Regions from separate parts of the Mus musculus genome. Here regions 1 and 3 are each linked to region 2. Evidence: chromatin contacts called from public HiChIP or PLAC-seq data. All regions are on one chromosome and are shown on one strand. The core of a region is the stretch at or near the end of the contact, and the rest is flanking DNA. Distances in the headings are between cores, read along the strand shown. Region 1 has its middle 23 kb from the start of Gm35352. Region 2 has its middle 18 kb from the start of Gm40167. Region 3 overlaps Prkacb (protein kinase, cAMP dependent, catalytic, beta).

Region 1 (2,700 bases), core at 119-2,618, 360 kb before region 2:
GGGAAGGGACGCCTCAGCATAGGCCCGCCAAGGCACCCCCTTACCCCAACACCATACGGAGCCTGTTACCAAATACCCCTTCTTCTTAATCTTTTTATAAAACACATCTTCACACCTGCGAATTCTGTTATGTTACTTTATTTGTTTCAGATTTTGCCTTTTTTAAGACAAAGTTTCACTCAGTAGCTCAGACTGGCTTGGAAGTTGCTACCAATTTTCGGCACTCCTCCTGCCTCAGTTTCTAAAGAGAGGGCCTGAGGCCTCAGAGCATTGTTTGTTGAGACATTGGTCTCCTGTCCCAGGCCTTCCTCTGACTCCCGGTGGAGCCGAGGATGAACTGTAGAGGACGAACTGTAACTCTTTGCTGCCTTCCTCTTGACCTCCAAGTGTTGGAATTACAGGCATGCACCTCCCGGCCTGGCTTTCTGTACTGCTGGGGAATGGAACGCAAGCTTTCTAAATGCTCCATCGCTACCCAGCCACGTAAAACTGAGCTGTGTCCTCCGCGCTGGGGATTTTTCTCTTGAGTTCATACACTTCTTTTAACCAAGTTGAAGCCCTGACTATTGAAGACAAGCTAAATAACTGCGAACGACTCCGCTTTACACGGAAGCGGTGCCATCATCAGCCAAGGACAATCACAGGTGTAAGCAGAAATGGAATAAACCCCGACAGACTGAAGACACAGAGACAACAGACCAGCAAGCGGTGCCTACCGGGAGCAAGCGGTGCCTGCCCGGGTTCCTCTTCCCCTGGGCTCCCTCACTCCAGCCCTGCCAACACTATCTACCCACGCAGACTTTGTACTCTTTCTGTTCGAGGTTCCAAGAAACCCTTCCTTAGGTGTTTAGTATGCCTCAACTACCTCTTTCCCGGTGACCAGGAGTTTTGGAAAGTCTAGACTCAGCAGCACTTTGAGGGGCGCCTCGCTCGTCCCTGGGGGAGAGTGTGCTAAGGAGCTATGGATGATCAGTCAGCCCCAACATCTGGGCTTCCAGTGTACCCCGCAGCTCCCGTTCTTCTAGACCATTGGCTCTCGGCCTCCCTAACGCTACAGCCGTTCAACACAGTTCCTCATGTTGTGGTGACCCCCCCAACCATAAAATTATTTTGTTGCTAATCCATAACTGTAAATGTACTAGTGTTATGAAGCATAACGTAGATATCTGATATGCAGGATATCTGATAGGCGATCCCTGTGAAAGGGTCGTTCGCGACCACAGCGGGCTCGCAACCCACAGGCTGAGAACCACAGCTCTAGCTAGCTGCCTGCCTCATTTCCTCATGGGCTGTGGGTTGCACAGTCATTTGCTCTCTGACCTAGTCTAAATCAAGAGGGAAGAACATCCATGGGACTTCAAAAATGGGATCTGCAACAACTCCCGAATTGTGAAACAGCAGTGCTTTGCCACACTGTCCAAACTGCATTGAGGGCTGCAGAGACCTTCAGTCTCTGGTGACGCAACCGGTCAGCAAACAATAGCTGCTTCCAAGCCGGATAAGCATATGTAAATCTGTAAATCATACTAGACTACTAGAAAGCAAAGAATTGCGGTGCATCTTTCTTTAATAAAAGTTATTTTCCAAAGCTCTCTGTCATGATTGGTTAAATGCACATTTTCAAACCAGAGTTTTGGTTTGTTTTTTGTTTTTTGTTTTTCATTTCATGGCTTGGAAAATTCCAGTGGCCCTCTGCAGTTTCCTTATTGACAGGAGCTATCAGGCTTCCCAAGAGGGTCTTATCTGCCAGCACCAGCCGCTCCTGCCAAGCTGCCAGACAGGTTCAGTGGGATTACACAGCTGCCTGCCTGAGCGCTGCGGGCCAGAAGGAACTCCTAGCTCTTTCCTTTCCCGGCCTGCAGGCTTTGACCTGTAAGGAGGTGCCTGAACAGTCTAATCTGTCACCCAAGTATGCCGGAGCAGCCGTAGTAATGCCCTTTATTACGTGGCTTAGCATTGCTCCCAAGGCTCGTATTAGGAGTTGCTTGTATAAATCGCCGCACTGGAAGCTATGCCTGGTATTTCTATAAAACCCTTTCAAGACATGATCTAATGATTCAGTTTATTTATAGCAACCAATAGGAACAAGACCTTTCCTTTTTTTTTTTTTTTTAAGAGAAAACAGTTTTCTTTTCTTCTTTTTTTCTTGGAAATTTTCTTTATTTACATTTCAAATGTTATCCCCTTTCCTGGTCCACACCCCCGCCCCCAACTCCAGAAATTTCCTCTCCCATGCCCCCTCCACCTGCTTCTATGCGAGTGTTCCTCCACACACCTACCCACTCCCACCTCCCAGCCCTCAGTTCCCCTACACTGGGGCATCTATTGAGTCTTCATAGGACTAAGGACCTCTCCTCCCATTGATGCATGACAAAGCCATCCTTTGCTACATATGCAGCTGGAGCCATGCATACTCCTTGGTTTAGTCCATGGGAGCTCACAGGGGTGGGGTGGGGGGTGTCTGGTTGGTTGATATTGTTTCCTATGGGTTTGCAACCCCCTTCAGATCCTTCAGTCCTTTCTCTGACTCCTCTATTAGGGACTCAGTCTAATGATTGGCTGTGAGCATCAACCTCTGTATTTGTAAGGCTCTGGCAGGGCCTCTCAGGAGACAGATATCTCAGGCTCCTTTCAGTATGCACTTTTTGGCATCCACAATAGTGTCTACATTTGGTAACTGTATATGGGATGAATTCCCAG
Region 2 (2,700 bases), core at 166-2,665:
ACTCCCTGCTCAGATAGGTAAAGCCATGAGGCTCAGATAAAGTCTAGGAGGAGTTTCTATTCTGATGGGGCTGCTGGAAAAACAACCCTATAGGGACCACTGTTGGGTGAAAGATGACTCCAGATCAGCAGGAGACCCGAGGGGACCCTCTCACCCCTCTCTATTTCAGATGTCTAGAGAGGGACAGGCACTGCATGCATGCTTAATGAGTATTAACTGGGAGCAGCTGAAAGCATTAAGGACCAGCGTGTAACAGATTAGCTCACAGGGAGTAACCCAAACACATCTCCTTGGGGTTACATTTATCAGGGCACCTCGCTGGGTGTTCTCGCCGTCAGGAACCGCTTTGTAACCACATGCCCACTGCACCAAGGCCTCTGCCTTAGGAAGCGGCGCTGTGTTTGTTCACCCAGCGGAGCTTCCAAGGACATGAATTAAACATTTGTTCCTCCCAGCTCTGGCAGTTTGCCGCATTCTTGCGGAGGAAAGTCTAAAATGGCTTTGTTCTTTTTGCTGCAATCAAGGAGGGACCTGGAAGCAGAAGATACGGTAAGGCGAAGATCTTTAATTTGGCCACTAGGTGGCAAAAGAGTTCTACTGAAGATACTGCAGGCAGCCCAAGGCACTCTTAGGGAAATCCTAGACAGGTTTTCAGAGCAGGACAGGTTCTGTGAGAAAAGATCTCAGGGAAATGAAGGAGCTAAACTGATGCGAACAGCCTCTAGCACTCTGATCAAGACTACAAATCAGGATCCCAACTTCTAGAACAATCTTGTTCAACAAGCCACTCCGTTTCCCCCTCTTTAGGTATGCTCGTCTTGTATTCTCGGCGAAAATACAATAAGGAGGTGAACGTGGCATTTCAAATTAAAATTTAAACGTGCAGTTGCCAGTCTCGCGGTAGACACCTCTGAGATGACCCAAAGGCTTCGGACTCATAATTCTAACCCTCTTATGTCCTCGATCCCACCCCTTACGTCCTTACCCCGGCTGACCAGCAAATGTGCAGGTCAAATGCAGATGGAGACTCTAGCCAGCAGACCCGAATCCAAGCCCATTTGCCAGGTTCCCAAACCTTGATGTCTAGGCTTTCTAAACAAAAAGAGGAGGAACGACTCCATCATCAAATTCCCACCCAAAGACCATAGACATTCATCAGAAAGTGGACTTACTATCATTTTTATTTTAAAAATATTTATGATTGTGATGGATTGAATGAGATGTTCCCCCAAAGTCTCCAGTATTTGAATACTTGGACACCAGTTTGCAGTACTGTTAGGGGCAGCTTGGGAGTTACGGCCTTGCTGGAGAGCAAATGTGGACTTTGAGAGCTTAAAGCCTTGGCCAGTTTGAGTTGGCGTTCTCTGCTTCTTGCTTGCAGTTTGAAGAAGTGAGCTCTCAGCTTCCTGCTACGGCTCCGCCCATCGCGGCTCCGCCCATCGCGGCTCTGCCCCTCTGCCATCATAGACCTTTACCCGTCTGGTACTGTAGCCCAAGTATAACCTTCCTTCTATAACCTGTCTTGGCCACGTTGTTAAGCAGTAGAAAAGTAACTAAGACGCGGTCTTTTAAATTTTCATATACCCTATCATGTTTCAAAAAGGTCTTACAAAACAACTAAGCCACCCACACGTCTCAGAGACCAAGAAGTGCTTGAATGATGATAGCCCTTTCAACAAAAACTATTAAAAATATTTACTGGGTGCCACCTTAGTTAGTTTGTGTGAGTTATTTTACCTAATATCCTGTCAACAGAAATCATATTTGTCTAGCTCAACTGGCTCTTTTTTCTTGCCAACTATGAATTCATATTTTTGACAAATGAGAAATTTACACTAGTGGATCTACCCTGATGTGACCTTTTTCTTTTCCTGCCACTTTTGAGCTGTGTGAGGACACTGGGTGCTTGTGTGGCCTTGGTGATGCCCACATTTCTTAAAGCTTGTAGCTAGCTGTATTGTTATTTCAAACCATCTTAGGGAGATAGGTAATGCTGGAAGCACTTGGTTCTTCTTTTCCAAAGACCATTCTCTTGTTAAAGGGATCAGAGAAGAATCGATACCATTATAAATAAAGAATTGTGTTCCCAGGAGGAAGGAGCAGCTCTTCCTTATTCAATTATAATTAATAAATGAGGAGTTAAGGGAAAATCCACAAAAATCAGATACTGTGATTTTAAAAGACTCTTGTAGGTGACTCTGGATAAGTAAAATGAAGGCAAGGTCCCGCACATTGTGATTGTTCCTGTTCAGTATCCCATATTGTCCACATCCTTAATAAGGAGCAAAAAGATCACATTTCCCAGTCTCCCTGGCAAGTGGTTCTCACATGATTAACTTCTGGCCAATGGAATATCAACACCTGGTGGGTTAATTTCCAGGAAAGCTTTTAAAAACAGAATATAGACGTAGCCTTTTCCCTCCCTCTTTTTTCTTTGCTTCCCATCTAGAAGACAGATTTTATGGCCGCTATTATCGTGGATGCATGTGAAACATGAAGCAGCTGTAGGTATGGAAACCACGTGCTGACATGCAGACAGAGAGAGAAAAGGTCCTGATCACCCCGCAGAACTCCCAAGCCGGAACCAGTCTCACTGCCTCCAAACTATGCAAGCATTACACAGCACTCCACGTCAGGAGTTGGCAGCCAATAGAAACTTGAATGGACACAGGAGTATGAAAACCTGTGAGATAGAGAAAA
Region 3 (2,700 bases), core at 14-2,513, 430 kb after region 2:
CAAACTCCCCCCTTGAGGGATTCTATGAGAAGATGGCTGCTTCTCCGATGTAGGTATCCATAAAATTATAAATTAATGAATTATAGCACAGCATTATGGTGGAATTTCCACCATATCATATGTTTACTATTAACACTTAAAAACTAAAATTTGCGAAGTAGCAACAAGTTAAACAAGAATCATGAATTCACTTCCAATTGCAGAAAAGCATACAGCTTCCTTACCGGGGGAGGGTTCTCCCATTTCCTCAGAAAGTCTTCTTTGGCTTTGGCTAGAAACTCTTTCACTGGAAAAAAGAAAAGAAAATAGACAGTGTCTGGTAAGAATGCGTATATTGCATAAAGAAGACACATCCCATGTGGCTATATGAAACACAGATATCCTTGTGTGAGCAACTGTTGTAAGGACACGTGCATCCCTCAGTGTGACAGCCCAGGGGGCTACTGGTGTCTCCATTTCTAAAGGCCTCAACGATTGCTCTACATAGGGCCCACTCTGACACCATCATACCCAGTCACCACAATGCTCAGAAAACATACTGAGGTTGTGTACAAGCTATCAACTGATGACAACCTAGTGACTGACTAAGCCGTGAGTGGGGTTAATGGAAGCTGGAGCTCGAGCTGAGGATAGTCAACCTGAGAACTGGTTGTGGGAAAAGGCAGTTCCAGGTACAGGCTGTGTGCATTAGATCTGTGGTCTCTCCACCAGCAGAGAGCAGCGGAGAAACCACAGACTAACAGGTACAGACAGGATCTACAAACCCATAAAACCCAAAAGGAACAAAACACTAATTACAATACAAACTACTTTAAAAACTAGCTGTGAACTTATAACAAAAATTAAACTGAATGTCTGATTTAAATTTTACATTAAAATAAAGTCAAACAGAAGCAGATGTTTATATGGTAGTTAATAATAGCTGTATTTGTAGAGCTGTGGTTTATATTGTTAAATTTGTTAACCAAAGATGAGTCACTTAAGAGTATGTCCTGTTTACACACTCCTCCCACAAATTCACTAACAAGGGCTTCTGTTTTTAAACAAATTTTTGATGGTTTAGAAACAAATAACTGTAAACATTTAAAAATGATATATTCTTATTTTTATGTAAAAAATGAGAATACAATTGGATTACACAAGATCCCTTTACTATATCTTTTGTTCAGCAGAATCCTGGCATTTCCCTGCGTGGCTCAATGGAGGAGAGAGCAGGGTGACAGGCCACAGAACAGTAAGATGCTGGGGGAGATGAGCTGTTGCATCAGCCACTACTTTAGAAACAAAGAGTGGCTGGAATACAGCCAGAATCACGCTAGGCATGATGGGGTCTGCAATCCCAGTTTGTCGAAGGCTGAGATGGGTGCACTACAGTGTATGTTCAAGACCAGCCTGGGCTACACTGTGATTTCTAGGCAAGGCTAGGCTATAGGGCAAGGACTCTGTCTCACACAAACAACAACAAATGTTCCTATCAAATCCCCAAATAGGGCAAAGCAGAGACCCGGCGTGCACAGCAGGGACCTGATACTTACGGTGTGCATTACACTGTCTTGTTTTCTCTACAGGACAACACCTATGGCCCAGCACAAACCAAGATGGCGCTTGCCATTCTGTTCTGCCATTTTAATATGCGGACAATGAGGAACATCAATAATAAACGGTAGTTTTGAGAGAACGCCGCTTATGCATTTCTGGAAATAGCACTTTACGACTTTCTAAGTATTGTATCATACAGAATTTGCAAAATACTTATTTTAAAAATTAGAGAAAATTAACTTTCAGAGTTAAAATTCTCATGTACCAAAACAGTAAATTAACTGATACATATAATTATCAACACATGATCTAATTCATTTTAGGACTGGAAAAGTCAAGAGGCTTTGGGTTGTAGTCTGAACTCTGATCTTTGGGAAGTTGGTATGCTAGCGGCATGGAGAGCGCTCGCTTGTTTTGTGTCTGCTCCAGGACTCCAACCAGGGGCTCTCACATGAACTGACTGGCATGTTTCTTACCACTAAGCTCCATCCCAGGCTCAAAAAGGCTGGCTTTGTATCTTATAACTAAGTTTTTTGTTTATTTGTTTTGTGTTCATGGAATAGAGATGTCTGCACATGCCCATGACTTGGAAATAATGGGTGTAAGTTAAATTAGAAACAAAACACATCAGGATATATAACTGTGGTTTCTGGAAAAAAAAAAGCCCTATTTGGTGATTCTGAAAATGAAAATAATACATCTCTAAATTTCTTCTGAAAAATATTTCAGTTCCCATGTATAACAGAACTGTGAAGTTATGGTGCAAACTCTCCAGATACCTGCTGAGTTCACATCGACCAGAGAAGGGAGAAGTGGGGAGAGAGAGAGAGAGCCTGCTCTTGTGTTACCCTGAGGAGGGTTGAAGGGAACGGAGGCGAGTGAGCAGTGAGCACAGATGACAAAGACCTGTGCGGGGACACACAACAGTCTCTTCTCCTGTGCCCGTGATGAGCTCCAGGAGACAGGCTTTGATGCTACCCAGGATTCACTTGTGCTTTGAAATATTCTCCGCACTCATGAGCAGTCTAAGTTTACTGACAAGTCACACTGGGCAAGCAAAGAGCCAGAAAAGTTTTACTAAGATGCATACTACACACTGGTAAAATAGTAAGTTCTAGTACCATTTTAACATATAAAGGCATTTTCTTTTAGAATTGAGGA

What was found. HiChIP or PLAC-seq counts read pairs in DNA pulled down with a chosen protein or histone mark.
Region 1: an H3K4me3 HiChIP or PLAC-seq map of bone marrow-derived macrophages shows a contact between it and region 2, with 4 times the contacts expected there. The contact joins two enhancer-like sites. A contact is called at or near these places in 10 of 484 Hi-C or Micro-C datasets (the Ba/F3 cell line, the G1E-ER4 cell line, adipose-derived mesenchymal stem cells and 4 more) and 1 of 115 datasets of contacts at active chromatin or transcription factors (bone marrow-derived macrophages).
Region 3: a contact with region 2 is called in an HNF4G HiChIP or PLAC-seq map of pancreatic cancer cells. The contact joins two enhancer-like sites. A contact is called at or near these places in 2 of 484 Hi-C or Micro-C datasets (cerebral cortex and cortical neurons), 8 of 115 datasets of contacts at active chromatin or transcription factors (bone marrow-derived macrophages, embryonic basal ganglia, embryonic forebrain and 4 more) and 3 of 9 other capture datasets (adipose tissue, embryonic stem cells and pancreatic islet).

Annotation. Positions count from the first base shown.
Region 1 is chr3:145,962,838-145,965,537 of GRCm38.p6, forward strand. No RefSeq gene overlaps it. Among named protein-coding and RNA genes, the nearest start is that of Gm35352, 23 kb to the right of the region's middle. RefSeq lists an enhancer at 1,262-2,092. Within about 2 kb of position 1,369, at least 113 of the 459 cell types and tissues checked have an H3K27ac peak or open chromatin away from gene starts, as enhancers often do. A contact at or near this core is called in the Ba/F3 cell line, the G1E-ER4 cell line, bone marrow-derived macrophages and 1 more, where this site is marked.
Region 2 is chr3:146,327,551-146,330,250 of GRCm38.p6, forward strand. No RefSeq gene overlaps it. Among named protein-coding and RNA genes, the nearest start is that of Gm40167, 18 kb to the right of the region's middle. Within about 2 kb of position 1,416, at least 118 of the 459 cell types and tissues checked have an H3K27ac peak or open chromatin away from gene starts, as enhancers often do. A contact at or near this core is called in the Ba/F3 cell line, the G1E-ER4 cell line, bone marrow-derived macrophages and 2 more, where this site is marked.
Region 3 is chr3:146,757,483-146,760,182 of GRCm38.p6, forward strand. It overlaps Prkacb (protein kinase, cAMP dependent, catalytic, beta), which reads right to left. Exons shown (of 10, transcript NM_011100.4): 2 at 225-286. Among named protein-coding and RNA genes, the nearest start is that of Prkacb, 54 kb to the right of the region's middle. Within about 2 kb of position 1,264, at least 52 of the 459 cell types and tissues checked have an H3K27ac peak or open chromatin away from gene starts, as enhancers often do. A contact at or near this core is called in bone marrow-derived macrophages and pancreatic cancer cells, where this site is marked.